Regions from separate parts of the Mus musculus genome. Here regions 1 and 2 are each linked to region 3. A link is a contact called in public HiChIP or PLAC-seq data. All regions are on one chromosome and are shown on one strand. Each heading gives the region's core, a stretch centred on a gene start, on an enhancer-like site or on the middle of the called end of the contact. The rest is flanking DNA. Distances are from core to core; before and after follow the strand shown. Region 1 overlaps Fez2 (fasciculation and elongation protein zeta 2 (zygin II)). Region 2 has its middle 19 kb from the start of Gm32464. Region 3 overlaps Crim1 (cysteine rich transmembrane BMP regulator 1 (chordin like)).

What was found. HiChIP or PLAC-seq counts read pairs in DNA pulled down with a chosen protein or histone mark.
Region 1: an H3K27ac HiChIP or PLAC-seq map of embryonic fibroblasts shows a contact between it and region 3, with 13 read pairs. The contact joins two enhancer-like sites. A contact is called at or near these places in 1 of 15 datasets of contacts at CTCF or cohesin (the NIH/3T3 cell line), 4 of 484 Hi-C or Micro-C datasets (embryonic fibroblasts, liver, muscle stem cells and 1 more), 4 of 115 datasets of contacts at active chromatin or transcription factors (embryonic fibroblasts, extraembryonic endoderm stem cells, liver and 1 more) and 3 of 9 other capture datasets (adipose tissue, embryonic stem cells and liver).
Region 2: a contact with region 3 is called in an HNF4G HiChIP or PLAC-seq map of pancreatic cancer cells. The contact joins two enhancer-like sites. A contact is called at or near these places in 2 of 15 datasets of contacts at CTCF or cohesin (CD8 T cells and the NIH/3T3 cell line), 4 of 484 Hi-C or Micro-C datasets (the HL-1 cell line, embryonic stem cells, group 2 innate lymphoid cells and 1 more) and 3 of 115 datasets of contacts at active chromatin or transcription factors (embryonic fibroblasts, pancreatic cancer cells and vascular smooth muscle cells).

The regions. Positions count from the first base shown.
Region 1 is chr17:78,386,581-78,389,280 of GRCm38.p6, forward strand. All of the region lies in intron 5 of Fez2 (fasciculation and elongation protein zeta 2 (zygin II)), which reads right to left. Among named protein-coding and RNA genes, the nearest start is that of Gm32336, 12 kb to the right of the region's middle. Within about 2 kb of position 1,286, at least 57 of the 459 cell types and tissues checked have an H3K27ac peak or open chromatin away from gene starts, as enhancers often do. A contact at or near this core is called in the NIH/3T3 cell line, embryonic fibroblasts, liver and 1 more, where this site is marked.
Region 2 is chr17:78,443,731-78,446,430 of GRCm38.p6, forward strand. No RefSeq gene overlaps it. Among named protein-coding and RNA genes, the nearest start is that of Gm32464, 19 kb to the right of the region's middle. Within about 2 kb of position 1,346, at least 49 of the 459 cell types and tissues checked have an H3K27ac peak or open chromatin away from gene starts, as enhancers often do. A contact at or near this core is called in the HL-1 cell line, the NIH/3T3 cell line, embryonic fibroblasts and 1 more, where this site is marked.
Region 3 is chr17:78,321,679-78,324,378 of GRCm38.p6, forward strand. The region is part of intron 7 of Crim1 (cysteine rich transmembrane BMP regulator 1 (chordin like)); the gene reads left to right. Among named protein-coding and RNA genes, the nearest start is that of Gm52306, 12 kb to the right of the region's middle. Within about 2 kb of position 1,318, at least 58 of the 459 cell types and tissues checked have an H3K27ac peak or open chromatin away from gene starts, as enhancers often do. A contact at or near this core is called in the HL-1 cell line, the NIH/3T3 cell line, embryonic fibroblasts and 2 more, where this site is marked.

The DNA.
Region 1 (2,700 bases), core at 36-2,535, 65 kb after region 3:
TATTTTTTACCTAAGACTCTAATCTCAAAGGTAACAAAGCTCTGGCCACATTCTCCTCGAAATGAGATCTTCTTTTCTAAATTTTAGCAGCAATGTATCATGTTCCAGTTCAGTTGTTTTCACGATCATGCAAGCCATTACGTCAGTTTATTAACATCTATTTGTTAAAGGTGGGCATGAAAACGGGGCCCTGAAACCTGCTTAAGGATGCAATCGGTCTGTTGTCCAATCCCAACGCTTTCTCCCCAAAGGCAGATTCTGTCCATCTCGGTTCAGACACAGACAGAATGAACCTGCAGCCCTCCCCTTCCACCCATGCTCTCAGTCAATTAGTAAAAGTGACAACTTTCAGGGCCCTCGCAGAGCACAGGAGCAAGCAGAGGGTGAGGAAAAGAAGGAAAACGGAGCACCTGTTTCTCTCCGCCTGAGTTTCCAAAGGTGTGGCGGAGGCCATTCTGAATGACATTTGAGATCCCTTCCATGCTGAAGCGCTAAAGGCAGCAGGACATGGCCCAGGAAGAACAGGACAGAGAGAGAAGTTCAGAGACTATTAGTGGAGTGTTCCGCGATGTCTTTCTGTGCCCAACAGACAAGCAGTTAGAAAATGCCACGATCACTCACTCTCAGACAGCAGACAGAATCATGGTGTTTAGAGACCGCTTTCACTTCCATTCCGGCGTGAGTCCAATGCAGAGCCAACTGTTTGTAAGCCACTATCCCCACAGAGAGCTTCCCCGCTGTAACTAATAGATTTGTTCCAATTGTTGCAAACATCAGCTGTACCCTTACTTTATTAAACAGTTTACCGCACAATCCTTGAGATACCTTTTGATACCGCTTGTTTACTCTTTATCTATCGGAAGCTTGAACGCCTAATCCTTCGCAACGCGCCTGTTCTGAGCTGAAGCGTACATCTTTCCGCCATCAGTTTGGGGAAGATGAACCTGACATTTTCAGACTAGCGACTGTTCCCACTTGCTCTCCAGGCACCTGCCGTTGCCTTGCTACCGAGAATGTGAATTCTCGGCTTAGGCTGCCTGGGGAGCAGCATGGATACCAATTTACCCCCGAAAACATACTCACTCTGTTTCTAGAAAACAATTACAACTTAGTTCTCCTGGCAACCTCCAAGACTTCCTAGAATTCACTCTCTGCACTCAAGTGAGACTGTCTCTTCCCCTTCGGTGACTTATCTTGATTTGCACCCAGCCTGCAGTCACACGCATCATCAAGGGGCACGCTGGCACCCAGCTAGCAGCCGAGTCAAAGGCAGCAGAGATTCTCACAGCCTGACTAACTGAAGGAAAGGCTCCCGAGGAGGAAGCTGCACTCTGAGTCACCAGACGGTGCTTGTCCCTGGAATGTTAGGGGGAAAGCTGAACCAGTAAGCACGCTGAAGGAGTGGATGTAAAGGTATTCTCCAGGTCCTAAGAACGCTACAGAAATGCTCTCTGCTCTCAGACAACGTATACATTAGTCCCAGTGATCGCAAAGTGTGGCCCAGGCACAATCTGAGAGTCACTGAGATTCTAGAGGAGCAGGAACGCAAACTTATCTTAACATTATTAAAATATGGCTTGTCTTCTTTTTAAATTTATTATTGTTGTGATTGAGCATAGTGTTAGGCTTCATACCATGTCTTTCAAGTGCATCATGTACTTTGGCCATATACACACTCCAGTTCACTCAGACTGTCCCAGTGTACAGTGTAACATTCCAAAGGGCAGACTGAATGCAGAGGCGGAGCCGAGGCTCATGTCCTTCAACTGTGCCGTACATCAACAAGACTGACAAAAACAAACACCAATGACACTTCTCTAACCAACCTTTAAAGTTATAGCCTATTAAAACTTACCATTTATATAAGAATTAATCATTGAACTTTGATACTTTGAATGAATTAATCTTTTATTCGTGTTTACTTTTAATACAGTAAATATTGACCAATTCAATTATGTATGAGTGCCCTCTGAGGCTCTCAATAAACGTTAAGAGTGTAAAGAAATCCTGATTAACAAAGAGCTGAGAAATACAAAAAGGGCTATCCTGAAGGGAGCAGGCTACTAGTCTCTGGCCCAGCCACACTAGGCAACCAACAGCACTGCTGGAAATCTGAGCGTGCCCACACTGGCCTTGTGGGAGCTATTCTGCAAGCCCCTCCCTCTCCATTACCCTCGTGCCCCGCCTTTCCCAGACCCAAACCCATACACAGTTTTATGTTGGCAAGAACCAATGGCCTGGCCAAGAGATTGCCCTGGTTCCTCACTCTGCTGAGAATATAACTATTACTTTGGATGGAAGAGACTGCTTTTACAAGAAAAACCTACATAGCATAACTATCTCTGTAGATTCTTCACACACCACATTTTATCATTTGTTCCTTGTTTGTAAAACAGGTTATCCAAAGAGATGACATCACAGGCTCCAGAGCCAGCAATAAAAGATGATTTTCAAGTAAACAAGTCAGCTTGTTAGTTAACTACATTCCCTTGGAAAATGACAAGAAAAAAAATGCTTGCTTTCAGTCTGTATTACCTGGCTCTATTATCTGAGAAAATGATAAAGCTAGATGCAGACTCAAAAATCTCAGCTGGATGAAGAAGTCAGAACTCACACAAGAAAACTATTTGGAAAGTACACTCCAAATTCATTAGCTTAATTTTCCCAGTCAAAAAGCTAATTAGAATCATTGAAGAAGAA
Region 2 (2,700 bases), core at 96-2,595, 120 kb after region 3:
GACAGTACTGTATTGACCAAAAGTAAACAAAAACAAATCAGAAAATCAAATCTATGACCTCAAACAAGACGAGATCCAACCTCAGAACCATCAGCCAGCCTGGGAAGATTCCATAGCCCTGAGCTGACCGGTTTGGTAGCCACTGCACAAGTGGATCTCGAGCGTTTGGAACATGTCCTCTGTGACCCAGGAATGGAAATTTTAAACTTCATGATATCAGATCAGGTTGCTATTATTCTTTGGGGAGCATTTCTGTCATCCAAGAAACCTTTACAGGTCACCTTCACTTTCTAACCCTAAAGGCTGTAATACACCATGGAGTTGTGTCCATCACAGATAGCTCTATGCATCATCATCCAGGGAGTGCTTGCTCGTTTTGATCGACCCAACACAAACCTAGACATATCTCGGAAGAGGGAATCTCCAAATTGCCTCTATCAGATAAGTTGTCTGTGATGTGGGCGGTCTCAGCCTACTGTGGGTGGTATCACCCATAGATAGGGGGGTCTGGGTTGTGTAAGAAAGCAGGTTGAGTAAGCCGTAGCAAACAAGTCGGTCACCGGCAGTCCTTTATTGTCTCTGATTCAGTGTCTGATTTCCTTCAATGATGGACTGTGATAAGCCAAATAAGCCATTTCCTTCCCATGTTGCTTTTGGTTCTGGTGTTTACCCGAGCAACAGAAAACAAACTATGACTTACGATCATAAAACTGAAATAATGGAAAAATGCAAACACCCTACAATCAAAGATGTTAAAATCAAATTTCTCCACATAAGTCAAGGAAGAAAGTACCATCCACCACTTTCAAGTCTTCCGACTAGGAACGAACTACAGGAAGATTCTGTGTGCTGATTACATTGTAAAGTCCCTAAAATATCTTTAAATATTCTCCTCTCCATGCACAAGGTTGGGATCTACAGACCTTGAGTGATATATACAATACATTTTCAGCTTCTTCTTCTTCTTTTGTTTAACATCTAAGGGTGGCAAGGCCACGTGTCACTGCCCTAAAAGCACATTCACATCCCAAGCTCACCAAACTGCAGCACCGTGCTGAGAATACAATTAGTGGGGATTTTTGAAGTGTTCTGAATTTTTAGGAAGAAACTCATTGCATAAACATTTCTGGTTTTGCGGAGAACATGGGTCCCCAAGGAAAATAACAGTTTTTCTCCCTTCACCTATTCACCCTAATTAAATCCGTCAACCCCCAACTTCACTGGAGGAACAATGTGCCTGACTCAGATGACAGCTATTTGCAAAACATTTCTTGAGACTTCCTGTCTTAAGACCTGTTGCCTGCAGAATAATCTAAATATTTGGCACTGTAGTGGAGGCCAGGCAACAGCGGGGACAGTTATGTCCTCTGCGTTAGTAACCCATCGATGAGTCATATCTACCGCTGTAGGAACAAGTCTAAGAGAGATGATTTACAAAGAAATAAATACGGGACAAAATAGACCTCACCAATGCCACAAAATCCATGTCCTCTTCCCTCTCTGCCACTACAATCTTCATAAATATTGTCCCAATCTTCCAAGACCACAAAGGAAAGGACTTCAATTTGTACTGGGGCAGTAATGGCCCATGTATCCCAGCTGTCCCTGGGGCTGTATATGGCCTAGATCTGAAGGCTGATTGCCTCCTAATGGTATTTTCTGGAAGTCATAAGTTCTTTTATTTTTCAGTGTTTGACAAGAGGAGGTTTTGATGAATCCATGGATTGTAGTTGCTTGGGGAGCGACAAGCAGAGTCTGGCTGGCCACCAGAAGGCATTTGTGATGTACTCTCTTATTTCTCACTGGGGCTCAGGTGTCAGAAGATGCACTACATCCCATCTCTCAATCTTTTTGTTGTTGTTTGGACACAGGGTCTGGCCTCAGTCTCTTAAATCTTCAGTCTCCGTCTCTTGGGGACTGAGGTTATAGGTATGTTGTGCATAGCCACATCCTTTTGTTGACCATTAGACAAGACTGGGAGAAAAGTAGGGCAGAAGCAGAGACATTGCAGATATTCTCCACACAATGGATGCACTTGCCTTCACTGAGGACCTTCGGGCTGTTTCTCTATCTTCTTTTTTAAATGATTAATTAAATTAATTAATTAGTTAATTAATTTACATTTCAAATGTTGCCCCTCCAAGCCCCCATAGCAAAGTTCTCCCCACTCCCACTCCCCTCCCCTTTGCCTCTTAGAGGGTGCCCCCCATATTCTCTCACTCCCCCTGGGCATCAAATCTCTACAGGATTAAGCGCATCCTGAGGCCAGATGAGGCAGTCTTCTTCTACATAGGTCCCTTGGGGCCTTGGACCAGCCCATGTATGCTCTTTGGTTGGTGGCTCAGACTTTGGGAGCTTCCAGGGGTTCAGGTTAGCTGACACTGTTGTTCTTCCAATGGGGTTGGCATCGCCTTCAGCTTCTTCAATCCTTCCCCTAACTCTTCCATAGGGATCCCCAGATCCCCTGACCTCAGACCAATGCTTGGCTGTGAGTATCTGCATCTGTCTCAGTCAGCTGCTGGTAGAGCTTCTCAGAGGGCAGCCAGGCTAGGTTTTGTTCTACAAGCACAATGGTCTTTTGAAGCAGGATACCCACTCCAGTCTCCTATGAGTGGTCAGTGTGGTTTTCTTCCAGCGGGAGAATGGCCAGCTCTAAATTCTTTTTTTTTTCAATTTTTTATTAGATATTTTCTTCATTTA
Region 3 (2,700 bases), core at 68-2,567:
CAAGAAAAAAAAAATGTTTCCAGCCCCGCCTTGGCCATCATGTTCCTTTCTGCACAGTATCTCGGTTGATTGAAGCTGCTGCTTCAGTAGTGGGGAGTGAAGGAGAGTTGGGCTGACCCCCAGAAGGGCAAGGAAGTCAGAGATGGCACAGTCACATGTCATTAGCATTCTGCTACATAACAGGGATCAAAACTCAGCTCATGGGTGGCAGTGTTTCGGTGCCATCGATGCTACTATTATTAGTAAGCCAAGAATAATAAAATACTTGTAATATCCTCAAGAGCGCTAGGCACGCTGTTTCATCTTTTAACTCTGAATGTCCTGGAAACATATTCCATAAATGGGAATTAAAATATAAGACAGTCTATTTTCTCCTTGTCCAAATAAGGTCATATGTTGGATGCCAAATGACCGTGTGTTACCCTAAGGTCTTAAACCTAAGTGCCAGAGCACTTCAGTCATAAATTTTTTGGTACTTTTGTTTTTTCTCTGATCGTTTAAAATATCTTGAGATAGTTAAGATAGTATTCCAATATAGATGAAATGGATGTAAAAGACCCTCCCCATCAAACTAACTATGACTTGTCAAATTTTATGATTTTTTTTTTTCATAGCTGTGCACATTCCACAAGCAGCTCTCTAGGTATCCATCACATATCATGGGAGCTAAACAGGTGTGAACCAACATGTGCAGAAGTCATTTAGCTGGGAAGACATGTTTATCCTTGCTCCCAGCCAGGTTGCATTGTCTGCTCCACACAGACAAGCTTGCGCCTTCTCCTTTGCACTTGATTTGAATAAAACCACCAGGGTGATCAAAGCTCTGCAAACACAAACGACTGTGGTCCTTCAGCTCTTCAAAGGCTTGCTGCCTGAATCACTCATACTTGTTCAGAGCTGATGCACAGGCGCTGCGTCTAAGTTCCCAGGTCCAGCAGTCAGGTCTGTTGAACATTTTCTGGCTGAAGCAGCATACGGGGGTGAGCTCCTCTCTGTCTGCCCCTCCTGTCCGCCTCCTGTACCTTAAACGGGATTATTGCTAAGGAGCCTCGTGGTTTTCTCGGGAAGACAGTAATAATTGTGTCTAATAGATCAGACCGGGCCTGCTAATTTTCATGTAATCAACAGAGGCAGGAAAACATAGTCTGGAATGCGAACTATGTGAATGAAAAATATTTAGTCATTCTTGAAATGATAGGAATGTTTTTCCAACAAGCTTAAATAAACACAATCTCTTTTTTGAGCCGGCGTTCAACTGTTTTTGGATAAGAGACAACTCTTAGGCAACCAAACAGAAGTTAATGAACGTTATTAGGAGGCATGCCCTTCAGAAAGAATCTCTTGCCCTTACAGTACGGCTCAGTCAGGGACAGAACTGGTTCCCTTTGAGCTTTTGTCAACAAAAGAGGATTTGACATTTTAACTAGTAACCATAGTTTCCAACATTGAAGAAACGGTGCTTTGCTGGCAATGGCATCGCTTGGCCTTCTTATGTTTAAAACCCTCACCTTCTGCTGCCACTTCTGTCTGCCTCGGTTCTCAGGGAAGGGCTGTCCTTGGCACATCTCTATTGAAAGCACCTAGAGGCACAGTTTCAGGGCTTCTGCTTGCTCATTGCCATTGAGACTGCAAGGCCTGCTTATTTAATAAAATTATTTTTGAGCATGGTAGCACTTGCACAGTCAAGTGTTCCTCCTTTCAAAATAATTATGCAAGCGACTTGTATGCCTGTTCTGGGAGTACAGTCACCAGGGGCTTTTTTGTTGGTTGGTTGGTTGGTTGGTTGGTTGGTTGGTTGGTTGGTTGGTTGGTTGGTTTTAGTGTGTCCGTTTGTTCGATGCTTCTGTTCTGATACTGACTTGTGCACTTGCACATCCAGTCAGCTGCCCGCTGCTTTCTATGCCCTGACTCTGAAGATTTACTAGACTTTCAGAAATAGCTGAAGTCGTTCATGTCAGCATGGGGGTGGGGATGGGGGGCACAGGTGATCTTGCTTGGTAAAACTGTTCAGAAAAAAAAAACAGAAAAGTGACAGTAAAATAAAGGCCCTTTGTCTTCTGTGACACAGTTAATTTGCTCAGAGAGTGGCTGAAGACAAGTTTCAAATAGAATTCTTAGCATGAGCTGCATTTCAGCACAGGCGTCCAGCCACTGGAAGTGAGTTCGACTTATTAATAATACTTATCTGTAAGTACAATTCCTGGCTCATTTCTTTAAAAGCATACCAGTTCACCTACTATGAAACACTCTTAGAGGCTTAGAGGCATGGACTAAAATGGGTGTGGGTGTTTGCTGCAACGTGGTTACAAATAAATAAGACCAAGATAATTTGTCTAGAGAAAGAATCTTTGAAATAGACATCGATCAGTACAACATAGTTTTAATCATTTAGACCTCTATCTCCGTTTATGATGACCCTGTTTTAAGCTGTTTCCAGGAACATTCTTCAGTGTACCTTACAAGACCAGAACTATTTCATATCATGAGGTCTATGATGGAAAACAGGGTACAGACCCCGAGAGATGGTCTCAAAGGCTTAGTAGAATGTGGTCTGTGCTTTATTTTACTAAATAAAATCCCATGCAAGCTTGATAGGGGCAGGATGAAGGAAAAGGAGTGTCTCCTGAAGTAGGACTCTTTCTATCTATGGGTGTCCTTCAGGGGCTGCCACGTCGGTAAGAACTGCATCAGTCAACACGT